2 separate regions of the Mus musculus genome follow, and region 1 is linked to region 2. The links are chromatin contacts, called in public promoter capture Hi-C maps. All regions are on one chromosome and are shown on one strand. The core of a region is the stretch at or near the end of the contact, and the rest is flanking DNA. Distances in the headings are between cores, read along the strand shown.

Region 1 (6,439 bases), core at 84-2,583, about 16 Mb before region 2:
AGTCCATTCCTCCACTGGCAGTAGAGCCTACTACTTTGGGATTCCAGCGTGTACTGAAGACCAGCTTCGACACCCAGCCTTGTGAAGTGCACAACTGCTGAACTCTTGGACCTTCCATTCACAGGTAACCATTGTTGGTTTAGTTGGACCACAGCCTGTAAGTCATTCTAATAAACCCCATATATATTCATTAAGTTCTGTTCCTCTGGACTAAACTAACTGGGTGGTGGTGCATGCCTTTAATCCCAACACTTGGGAGGCAGAGGCAGAGGCAGGCCACCCTGATTTACAGAGTGAGTTCCAGGACAGCCGGAGCTATAGAGTGAAGCCCTGTCTCCAGCCTCCCTCCATCCCCCTCCAAAAAATAAAAGAAAACCCATCTCCAATCTTCTTCATTCCCTTCTCAGGGTTTATATGTCAGTCACTACTAACTCACTAGCTAACTTGTATGCTTTTCTTATACTTGACTCTTTCTGGGTTTTGTTTCTTAAATTCAAAGGAGAAACCTGAAAAGGGTAAAAGTGGCTTTTCCTACAGTTTCATGACAAGAAATTATGGAGCCAGGCTAGAAATGAGCCAGTTGAAAACAGCAATCTCTACTTGTTTTTTATCACAGCCATTCCATCATTACAATCCGCACTAAATGCTACCTAAGTGGTTGATGCCTTATATTCTGAATCACTCAAACTTCTGATCTCTTGCCTCCAAATTCCAAGTGCTGAGATTGTACTATCATGCCCTGTGTAATATAATTCTTGGACTTGAAGCCAGGGCTTTTTGCATGTGCATGATAACTGATTACTCTATTGAGTTTTTGTTTTTTGCTTTTGTTTTTTTCTGAATCAAGATGTTGTTACACAGCTCTGCCAAGGCTGGTACTTACTAGGTAGCCAAGGCTGGACTCGAATTTGGACCATTTCTTCTCTTCAGCTTTCCAAGGGCTGGGATTTCAGGTGTGCATCACCATACCTGGTTTATTAGTCTTTATAGAAAGCCTCCAAATTATCAAGGTGTCTCCTATTTTATTGTTTTCATCATTTGTTCTTAAAGGATATCAGAAAGACCAGCACTGATGTGTAGATAGATTAAGGAGGTTAACGATCGCTCAACAGTGAGAAGGGGTTTGACTAGGAGGCAACAAAGGTCTAGAATCCTGGACCTGGATACCCAGAATGAGTCTGGACTCTGAGGTCCAGCCAACTACAATTCCCAGGCTCCCAGACCACGCCCCCCGGTATGGCCCCGCCCTACCTCGCTAGCCCCGCCCCTGCCCAGCGACCGGCAGGCTGCCCGCCCGACTTCCCAGCTGCCCCGTGCGGCCCGGGCATGCCCAGTGTGGGCGCAGCCCCGGCTCTCCGAGCGCCCGGGCGGAGCGGGCAGCCGGGCGCGGAGCAGGCGAACCGAGCCTCGGTGGGCGAGCGCCCTGGCTGGAGCCGCGGCGGTAGGGTGGCGGGGTAGGTGCAGGCCGCGGCGGGCAGTGGGCTCGAGCCGCTTGCAAATCGCAGCCTGGGCGGCAGGGCCCATCGAGGGCTGGCAGGCCGGAGCTAGTTCCTAAGGTTCTGGAAGGGGCTGCGGCAAGGACCCCGGCCCCCGAAGGGCCCGGGACGCGAAAGGCGGCAGGGGCAGGCCTGGCGGCGGCGCGCGGGACTCAGGCTTTCCCCAGGTGCGGCGGGGCTATCTTTAGCTCCGGTGACCCTCAGTGAGCGAGGTCCGCACCTTGTGCGCGGCAGTGGCTGGGGAGGAAGACGGGTTCTCACCCCAATTGCCCCGACGCTGCGGGAGAGAAGGGGCCGAGTACCCCAGGTTGCCCAGGAGGCAGCCTGTGGCCGGGTGATGCGTGAGGGTGTTTACCTTTTCCCTACCTGGAGTGGGAAACACTGGCTTCCTCCCTTCCGGGACTTGAATCTGGTGGCTTCGGAATGAAAGTGCAGGAGTATGTCTCAGTAGGTGCTTAATCGGTTCTAAAGACTGTCAAATTTATTGGCCAGCAGTGTTTCAAGGTTTAAGGAAGGTGATGCTTGGGTTAAACAAAAATCCTCGTTGCAAAGCTTAAGCCAAAAAGTCCAGTCTCGGTTAGAACACTGAAGTTCCAAAGTTGGTTGTAATTAGCTTTCACTCACTGTTGACAAACCGTTTATATGTAAAATATTGTGAACCAGATGATGCATCTTGGTTTTCTCTGTTGTTAGAGCCCTTTGTGTCAGTCAGTGTGTGGTCTCAAATCGTGGAAGGTTATTTTTCTGCTTGTCTCAGCAATTTGTTAAACAGGGCAATTCATACCAAATGTTCTCTCCCATAGAAAAGTTGTTAGGCCCACGGTATAATAATGGCCTTTCCTTTAAAGGCTCTATTTGGTCACTGGTACTTTGTTAGTTGGTACATGAAGAAGCCGGGTATTAATCTGCCAAGGAGTCAAATAACACAGTGGTTCTGGGATATGACAGATTTTGAAGCTCCCTGTCTGGGCTCTTGGAGAAAACTAGAGTAATGGATTTTCTCACCTCAAGTCGGGTGTGTTCTTTAACAGGATTACATTTATCCAGAATTTTTTCAGCTTTGTTTATTCTGTCGTACTCTATCCCGTGAAGAATTTTAATATGCTACCCTTTATTTGTAGATGAGCAAGTTGTTGCTTAAGATGGTGGTACATTTGTGATATACCTTAGTGTCTTGGACATTTACTAGTTTCCTGGTCATGGACTGCTTTTTACCACAACTCCTAGAGCACTGGCTTTCTCTGTACACATGATTGAAGCTCTTGAGGTTTTCTTTTTCTGCTTTTTTAGGAGGGGGGAGTGGGAGTAGTAACAGATGTTTCCTAACCTTAGGAACTTCTCTAGGTGAGCACATTTGGGTAGGATTTGACGTAAGGAGCAGATGCAGGCAGCCTTCTGACTGTACTCCCTGTTTGTCCAGTTCTGAATGGCATCAGTCCAGTTGGGTCAGTGTGGTGCTGAAGTGGCCAGAGGTCAAGGAAAGTATCCTTTATGTTTTGAAGTTTGAGTTGTATACAAGCTGACTATTATATTTTATTATCTCTTAAATTGAAGATTCTAAGCTTGATTTGGTGGGGCATGATAACTTTGGAATCCTAAAATCTCATATTTTTGCAAGCAGACTTTCCATTCACCTGAGAGTTCACTTTAAAGAAATTAAATAATTGAGAGTCTTTGGGGGGGGGGCAGGGTTTCTCTGGCCCTGGCTGTCCTAGAACTCACTCTATAGACCAGGCTGGCCTTGAACTCAGAAATCCTCCTGCCTCTGCCTCCCAAGTGCTGGGATTAAAGGTGTGCGCCACCACTACCCAGCTGAGAGACTAGTATTTTAAGATTATTTATATATAGGGGCTGAAGAGATGGCTCAATGTTTAAGAGCACTAACTACTTTTCAGAGGACCTAGGTTCAATTCGAAGCATCCACAAGGCAGCTCACATTTGTAATATATGACTGATGCACAGATATATGCAGGCAAAACACTTATCTTCATAAAATTAAGTTGGTTTTTTTTTTGTGTGTTGTTGTTTTTTAAAAAGCTGGGTAGACCTCTTAGTTCAAGGCCAGCCTGGTCTACAGAGTGAGTTCCAAGACAGCCAGAGCTACACAGAGAAACCCCATCTTGAAAAACAAGATTTTCTAGTATGAACCCTCTTATCATTTTGGTACTAGAGACTGTGTATGCGAGGCAGGTTCTCTACTAAACTATATTCCCAATGTTTTGTTTTGTTTTTGAGAGAGTTTTTTAAATTATCCAGTTGTTAATTAATTCAGCTTGTGTAGACCTTGAACTTGTGCCTATCTTAGCCTGCCAGGCAGCTGGGATGCTAGGATTTCATCACCAGCCCTCAGTCTCAGTTTAATTTCTCTTGGTGTTGGGAATGGAACATACCGTGCAAGCACTCTACCACTGAATTGTACTTTTTTTTTCTCTATCAGTTCTTTTCAACATTTATTGTCTGTTTGCATCTGTTTGCATGACCTTGCATTTACATGTGAATGAGCCATGGCCAGTGTGCTTGTGAAGTCAGAGGACAACCCACCTGTAGGCTCTGCAGAAGACACACCTTCACCTCCCCAGCCCCGACTCTGAGTTATTTGCAGCTCTGTCAATTTATTAATTATAAAGCTGGGTTTTCCAATCAACTGAGAAATAATATGAGAGAAACCTTTACTATTCTTTAGTTTTTGCAACAGGGTCTCATGTAGCTTCCTTTAAATTTCCAATTTAGTGGATGATGACCTTGAATTCCTGATTCTCTTGCCTCAGCTTTTCTAACTAACCCTTACCATTCTAACCCTTCTAAAGACTGTTTACAAATGTGAACTTTATGACCTTTTGCTTGTTTCTCTGGCTCCAATGCATATTGAGTGAGCATGCAGCCTGCCATTGAACTAGACCGTCAGCCTTAGTCTGTCTAGTTTAAAATTCTTTGTTTCTTACATGATCCTTAAAAGACATGTGCATGTATATTTAAGATTAGAAAGTGAACTGGTACTGTAGGCCAATGGTAGAGTATTTGCTTATTACATGTGAAGCTCTGGGTTTGGTAGTTTTAGATTATGTCTTAAATTTTCCCATGTATTTGAGGACTATGAATAAAGTGAATCAAAATAAATTATTGTTATTATATGAGACAGGGTTTTCAGTGTAGAACTTAATATGTATCTGCCTGGTGAGAAAACTGGTGATTCTCCTGCCTTTGCCTTCTGAGTGCTAGAATTGCAATCTATCATAGTGTGTAGCTTCTGTGTGTGCGTGCATGCACCTGCCTGTGTAGGTCTAGAAAAGGTTATTGAACCCCCGGGAGCTGGAGTTCAGATGGTTGTCAGTGGTCTGAGATAGGTGTTAGGAATCGAGGAATCGATCTCTGGTCCTCTGAAAGAGTAGCCAGTTCTCTTAACCACTGAGCCATCTTTTCCAGTCTCACATTCAAGTGCTGGAGACTATGTAGCCAGTATAAAAATTGCTTAAGAGAGTATTTCTATCCAGATTCTCAAAAGTGAAAGTGTTTGGGAGGAGTGGTTTGGAAATTCAAGGCTCAGGGGAGACCACTTGTCCAGGAGCACATTTTGCCCCTTATCTAAACATTCCTGTAGTTTCAGCAAGTGTGGGACTAGCCAGAACAACTTCCAGTATCTCATCTCTGAAGAAAACAGACTCTTAATTTTAGCAGTTAAAGGTCTAGCCTCTTAGTTGACGTTATTAGTGTCAGAGTCTATTACTCTTGTATTAGGGATACTAGAATGTTGTGTCATTTTGTAGAAACATCATGAAGTAATGGATCTTTAACATTAGTCTTTTTCCTCCATCTCTGTCTAGGCCCTCCATGATGAATGGTTTGGGGGCACTTCCCTCTCGCTGTATTTGATAGTCTGGGCAGTGGAGAGATGGCTGACAGTGTCAAAACCTTTCTGCAGGACCTTGGCAGGGTGAGTATATTTTGTTTCAAGGAATTTGTCCCTTAACCTTTTCTTTTTTGCTTTTTTGTTAAAGAAACAGACTAGGACATCTTTCTTTTGTAATTTTATATATTTGTTGGGTCTTTTACATAGAATGTCAATTTTTAGTTTAGTCTACATCACTCAGCAAGTAGGAATTTTTGGTATTTTTGAGACAGTCTTGCTATGTATCTCAGTCTGATTTTGAGCTCCTGGTGATGCTCCTTCCTGCCTCTGTGTGCCAAATACTAGGAATGTATACTATCATGCATCTTTTTTATTTTGTTACGCAGCCTTGGCTGGTTTGAGTTCCTTTCAGTCCTGTTTCTCTTTCCCAAATATTGGAATTTCAATTGTGAGCCTGTGTCTGGTGTCCCTCTGTGTGTATTTGCGTGGTATGTGCTTGTGGTTATGCAGATGCAGTCCTATTCTCATGGGAAGGCCAAAGCAGAACTTTAGGTGTCTTCCTGTATCACCTCTGTTTCTGTCTGCTTTCTCGCCTTGAGGCAGTATCTGTCACTGAACCTGAAGTTGGCTTATTTGTCAAGCCTGGCTTATCAGGGAATTCTTGGGATCTAGCAGCAGCCATGCCTAGCTTTTTACAAGAGGTCTTGGGATTTGAACTCAGGCCCTCATGCTTTCAGAGCAAACACTGATTTCCAGCCCTTCTATTTTGCATCCTTTGGAAAGTGACAGGCCTGTCTGCTGAGTGGATTGCCCGCCATTTGTAGGATTCTAGTTAGCTTGGCTTCAGAGTCTTTTTTTTTTTTTTTCTTTTGTTTGCTTTTGAGACAGGTTACCTTCCAGCTGGCTGTATAGTCCAGGATGACCTTGAACTCCTGATCCCCTTGCTTTGATCACAAGTGCCAGGATTATAAGAATGTGTAACCATGCTAGTTAGAGTCAAAGGTAGTAGCACACATCTGTAATCACAGCAGACATGCAGCGAGACCCAACTCAAAAGCAGCGCAGCAGTGACAGCAAAATAAAAACAAAAGTATAG
Region 2 (5,814 bases), core at 2,675-5,174:
AGGGACCAAGAATATTTGCCAAAGATAGCCTGTAACCTTTCCGTGAGAGATGAGCTGTAATTCATCATCCCGATTCTTATGATGTTTACTCAGCTTCCCCATTCTTTGTGCTCTCTCTCCTCCCCTCGTATTGCGGTTTATTCTTTAAAAACCCTCGACTGCAACTGCTGGGGGTCGATCTCCTCTGCCCCGTGTGGGTTACGAGCTTGGCCTCAGCATGCTGATTCCTGAATAAACCTCATGTGATAGTGCATCAAGAACAGTTTCTCTCAAGTTATTGGGGCGTTGGCTCATCCCGGGACTTGAGCGAGGGTCTCCCCGAAATGGGGGTCTTTCACAGCTGGAGCCATGGGTCCCTCCATGTCTACTCTTTGGTTGGTAGTTTAGTCTGGGGGTACTGGTTGGTTGATCTTGTTTTTCCTATGGGGTTGCAAACCCCTTCAGCTCCTTCAGTCCTTCTCCTAACTCCTCCGTTGGGATCCCCATGATTAGTCCGATGGTTGGTGGTAAGCATACACATCTGTATTGGTCAGGCTCTGGCAGAGTCTCTCAGGAGACAGCTATATCAGGCTCCTGTAAACAAGCATTCCTTGGCATCAGCAATAGTGTCTGGGTTTGGTGGCTGCATCCCCAGGTGAAGCAGTTTCTGGATGGCCTTTCCTTCAGTTTCTGCTCCACTCTTTGTCCCTTTTTTTCCTTTAGACAATTCTGGGTTAAAAAAATTTTGAGATGGGTGGATGGTCCCTGCTCTCATCTAGTAATTATGCCTAACCTCTGGATATGGTCTCTACAGGTTATCTCTCCTCTTTGATATTTCCGATGTCATCCTCGTTGGGTCCTTATAGCTTTTTGCTTTCCTGGCTTCTGGGACTTTCTGGTGGCTAGCCCCAATTCCCCAACCCCCACTGAACCTCTGTTCAATTTTCTGATCCTCTGTACATCTCCCCAGTCTCCTCCCACACCTGATTCTGGCCCCTTTCCCCTCCCCCTCCTTTCTTCCTCCCAAGTCCCTCCCATCCTCTATCTCCCATTACTATTTTGTTCCCCCTTCTAAGTAGGACTGAAGCATCCACACTTTGGTTTTTCTTCTTGAGCTTCATATGGTCTTCGAGTTATATTGTGGGTATTCCAAGCTTTCTTCCTAATATCCACTTATCAGTGAGTACACACCGAGTGTGTTCTTTTGTGACCTCCTGCAATGTTTAACAAGCTATAGTTTATGGCTCTTCAGGGCGAGGTGTGGGTCTCATGAGTTGTGTGACCCTGTTCCTGAAGAGACATGAACATCTATTTATACCTGACAGGGAAGTGATGACATACCAAATCATAAATACCACCAAAGTACAAATTTGTGAACAAATGAGTTTTATTTGGGTCATTTACAAGAACATTGGTGAAGTGTTACTTATAGGAGTGGAAATAACTCCAAGATAGCTATCCCACCAAAGCCCACCCCAACATGGATGATGGCTCACAAATGCTGGGAACCTGGGGCATACTGCACAGCCTGCAGGCTGAGTAACAGGCTAAAGAATGTCCCTTCTAGGTAGGGTATCATAAGTCTCTTCTAGGCAGCATGGTTAATCTCTGTTTCTTCCAGGCTGCTCACCTGGCATGAGCCTCTTCTAGGCAGCCCAGCTTGAGATTATCTCTTAGTAGTCCTTACTGCTAATACACACTTGGAAAAGAAGGGACCTAGTGAATCTGATCTATTTCAGGAACTTCCTGATGCCCCTGAGTTGTTTACTTCCTGAGCTTAAGGAACTTCCCTGCAGGACAGAATATTTCACCTCTTAGTAAATAACCTGTGACTTAAAGAACTTTTCCTGTAGGACATCCTGTGTCTTTCCAGTTGATGTGCCCAGCCATTGCTCTTAGGAGCTCATGGGTGTTTTGGTCATGTCTAGAACACAGTGTTCACAATACTCCTTTCCATCCTCCAGTTTATATTCATTTAACCCTTGTTTCCTCGATGTTTCATGGGCCTTGGAAAGAAGGATACTGATTTCCTATTTAAGGCCGAGAACTGAAGAGTCGCTTATTCTTAGCACTTTGATCTATTATAAGTCTCTGCATTACCCACTGCCCACTGGGGGTGGTGAGTGAAAGGCCAGGGTTGAGAGGAGCATCAATATATGGGTACAAACATTTAGAAAGAAAAATTAACAAACAACAACATTTAGCAAAGCCAAAGTAGTAAGACACTCCCCTTCCCCAGAGTCTACAGTTTATTCTGAGTCTATTAGCAGGAACAAGAAGATAAACCTACTTTTTCAGGCTTTTCCTACTCATGTCCCCCCAAATTTTCATCTTTCTATTCTGCTTTAGTAAAGATCTAGGAACATACAGTCACTAGAAGAATGTAGTGACAGGAGAGACTGTAAGAGTTACAGTAATATTAAACATATAAAAGCCAGTTGGCAGAAAAAGACTTCCTCATGGAAGTCTTTTTATATAACATGTACAACATATATGAAGCATGCTCAAAAGAAGCCCTCACATACTTAGGAGTGGCAGGTACTATATAAATGTCATGATAAGGGTCATAAGGAACAGATTTCATTTTCTAGGCTCTTTGCTCTCTAGACCACTCCCATTCTCAAGAGTGCTCCTCACCCCCTTTAAGCCCTTTCCTTCCTTTCTTTCTCTTGTGTGTGACCCTATATTCCTGACTAGTTTGAAACTATTTATGTAGACTTGACTGGACTCAACTCACACTGTTTCCGACTCTTGCAAACTCTGAATTTAAAAAAGTGTGGGTCTCAAAAGAGTCCGGTCCCCAATGAAGGAGCTAGAGAAAGGACCCAAGGAGATGAAGGGGTTTCCAGCCCTATAGGAGGAATAACAATATGAACTAACCAGTACCCCCAGAGCTCCCAGGGACTAAACCACCAACCAAAGAGTACCCATGGTGGAACTCATGGCTCCAGCTGCATATGTAGCAGAGGATGGCCTAGTTGGTCAGCAATAGGAGGAGAGGCCCTTTGTCCTGTGAAGGTTCTATGCCCCAGTTTAGGGAATGCCAGGGCCAGGAAGCAGGTGTGGGTGGGTTGGTGAGCAGGGGGAGGGGAGAAAGGATAGGGGGTTTTCGGAGGGGAAAGCAAGAAAGGGGACATTTGAAATGTAAATAAAGTAAATATCTAATAAAAAAAGTGTGGGTCACTATGCCTGGTCCCAATTTTCTTTTAGTTATTATTTTGTATAATGTGGTTAAGAGTGCAGGTGCACGTGTGCCGGCCTGAGGACAACTTGTGGAAGTTCGGCTCGCTCATCGGGTCTTGAACTGAGGTTATCATCAGGCTTGGAGGCAAGCTTCTTTACTCTGTGAGCCATCTCATCCACCCTACTTTCCTTTTCGTAATAAACTGTCTTTACTTCGAAAGGCGTGTTTCTCGTCTAATTCTGTGACTAGAGACACAAGTACCTGGATACTTAAGTGGGTGCATTAAGGCTCACAAACCTAACAGGAGCAACACTGGGTGACGTGTGCGCTTTGACAGGTCTGTCCTGTGTCCACACGGGCACAACTCCAGTCGTTGGTCTGGTTGTCAGGCCAGCAGTCTCTAAATCGAGTTGGGGTAAAGCCACTCTTGGGGCAGGAATCGGTAACTGCCCTGCCTGAAGGGGCGTAAACTCAGGGTAAACTGAAGCGCCCGAAGCCGGAGGACACTTAAGTCGAAGAAAACAGCAGTGACATCAGCCGCCCTCCGCAGTCTCTTACGCTCCAGCCCTTGGTTGCAGAGTTCTTTTTCCATCTCTGTGGTCGTCAACTTGTATGAGACGCTGGCGACACTAAATAAATTCTTGCTCTGAACGTCTTCCAAACAGCCCGCGCAGTGGTCGGAACTGGTCCTGCAGCCCCAGGCCGGGAGCGGAAGTGCCGTTGGCGGTGTTACCTTCCGACTCTTCCGGCGCGAGCTCTAGGGTGTGAAGCTCCTTTGTTCCTCAGAGGCGGGGTCCGCCCCTCGGCGGCTGCACTTCCTCGGGCTGTGCGGGCCAGCGCGGCCGGAACCTCCGCTGCGCGCTTGGTTCTCTGTCTTTATTTTCAGGAATTGGCGAGTTCAGGTGAGTGCGAGGTGAAAGCTGTTGAGAGGGCTTTGCCACCTTGTATTTACAAACGCGTGTGTCGTCAGAAATACGGCATCCTCTTCGCACGTCCCTTATTTGTTTCCAACACTTAGTTACATTTGGGTAGAAAGCCATCTCTTTAGTTGTCGGTGTGCTTGTAAACGCGTGTGTACTGGAAAAACAAAAAACAACAAACAAAACCTTAAACCAGTATTCACTCATTGTAGCGGAATTTCTTAGGCCCTACCTACAGGATTCAAAACAAGGACCTGTAGGAGGAATGGGTGGAGACTATTGAAGTATTCGGGTTGATTTATTTCTGCAAAAAATGTTTGGGTGAGTTGTGTTGATGGAAAAAAAAAATAGCTCTGGCCTTAAAGGAAATAAAAGTTGATCCTGAACCAAATAATGACAATGACCAGAAAAATATGTGTTTCCCCAAAATAACATGTTCCATTGTGGAAGTGGTTACATGACTTATTAGTGTTTTTATTTATTTATTTATGGGTGTTTTATTTGGTCATTTCTTGTATATGTGGATAGTTGGTTATGGCAAAGCGACAAAATTCAGCCTATATTCTTGGGCAGCTTGTAGCAATTGGAGAAGCTTAATATTTAATAAAGGAAATAAATATGAGACTGCAAATTGATGAAGACTCAAAGTTGAGGGCTATATTTTTCCTGTCTTTGTATGGTAATAGGTAAAATAAAGAAAAAAATGGCGATTTAATCCAAAAATACTAGATGTTGGAGTTAGTGATGCTGAAGGGAGTGGGAAATAGTCATCTCTCCCTCTTCCTAAAGTATTAGCGAGTGTTGGGACTGCCTTTTTCAGTGTGTCACCTGAGTCTCTTTGGAGATCATTGTTCTTGTTTGTTAGGATTGACAGAGGCAGTATGATAATGAAAGAGAGAGGAGACCTCAGCAGAAGGAGGTTGTCCTTTCCTGGGAAGGTGGAGAGTGTGTGTCGAGGGGCTTGGGGTTTGAGAGGGCAGAAAAGAGACTGGAAATTTCATCTGTATGTTTGTTCTTTGTAGTCTTAGGACGGAGACATGCCAGTAGTTGCTTTATCATATGTTGAGTGTTTTTGTAAGGTTTTCCCTGGCTCCTGACTGCAGATCATGTTCTCTTCAGTGTTGGCTTTCTAGTCAGTATGCTGAGTCAGGAGTTTCTCAGCCCCTCTGATGCCCTTTACTTTAGATTATTAACTCGCCAGTGTAATGTTACACTCGTGTTCCTGAAGAAGTTGGGTCTCGCCGCAGCGCTCTTGCTTGCAATGATAGTGCTTGATGACAGTTCTGTTAGGTCACCTGGAAAATGAGTACTATTTCACTTTGGAGGTGGAAGCAAACTCTGCTGAGAAGCTATTGAAGTAGACACTACAGAATTTATTGGAGTTCAGTAATTACCAGATGTCGAATGTATGGAATCAGTAATTTCACGAGTATTGCTTCTAGGGGGCTAGGTGGTGGTACCAGCAAATCAAGGTTATAGTAAGATGTTAATAGATGCCCTTTAATATTTGGATTTCAGCAAGCAAAGTTGGCCACAGATGGAGAAACAATAGAGATAGATAATCACCCTCCTAGAATTGTTTTTAATATAAAATTTAACCCTAAGCTCCCTATTTTTGTGTATTGTCTCTCTTAGTTGTTTTAACTAGGGATCTATGCGACCATTTTATCAAGCCAACAAGTAGGAATATCTTTGATTTTATTTTACTGTCTCCTATATTAGAAGGTTTAA

What was found. Promoter capture Hi-C pulls out the DNA fragments that hold promoters and counts their contacts.
Region 1: a promoter capture Hi-C map of pre-B cells shows a contact between it and region 2. The contact joins the promoter of Ei24 here to the promoter of Zfp560 in region 2. A contact is called at or near these places in 3 of 39 promoter capture datasets (cranial neural crest, maxillary cranial neural crest and pre-B cells).

The regions. Positions count from the first base shown.
Region 1 is chr9:36,792,228-36,798,666 of GRCm38.p6, reverse strand. Ei24 (etoposide induced 2.4 mRNA) reads left to right here and starts at 1,333. Exons shown (of 11, transcript NM_001199494.2): 1 at 1,333-1,454; 2 at 5,318-5,427. The coding sequence starts at 5,386.
Region 2 is chr9:20,383,268-20,389,081 of GRCm38.p6, reverse strand. It overlaps Zfp560 (zinc finger protein 560), which reads left to right and starts at 3,924. Exons shown (of 7, transcript NM_001004190.3): 1 at 3,924-4,065.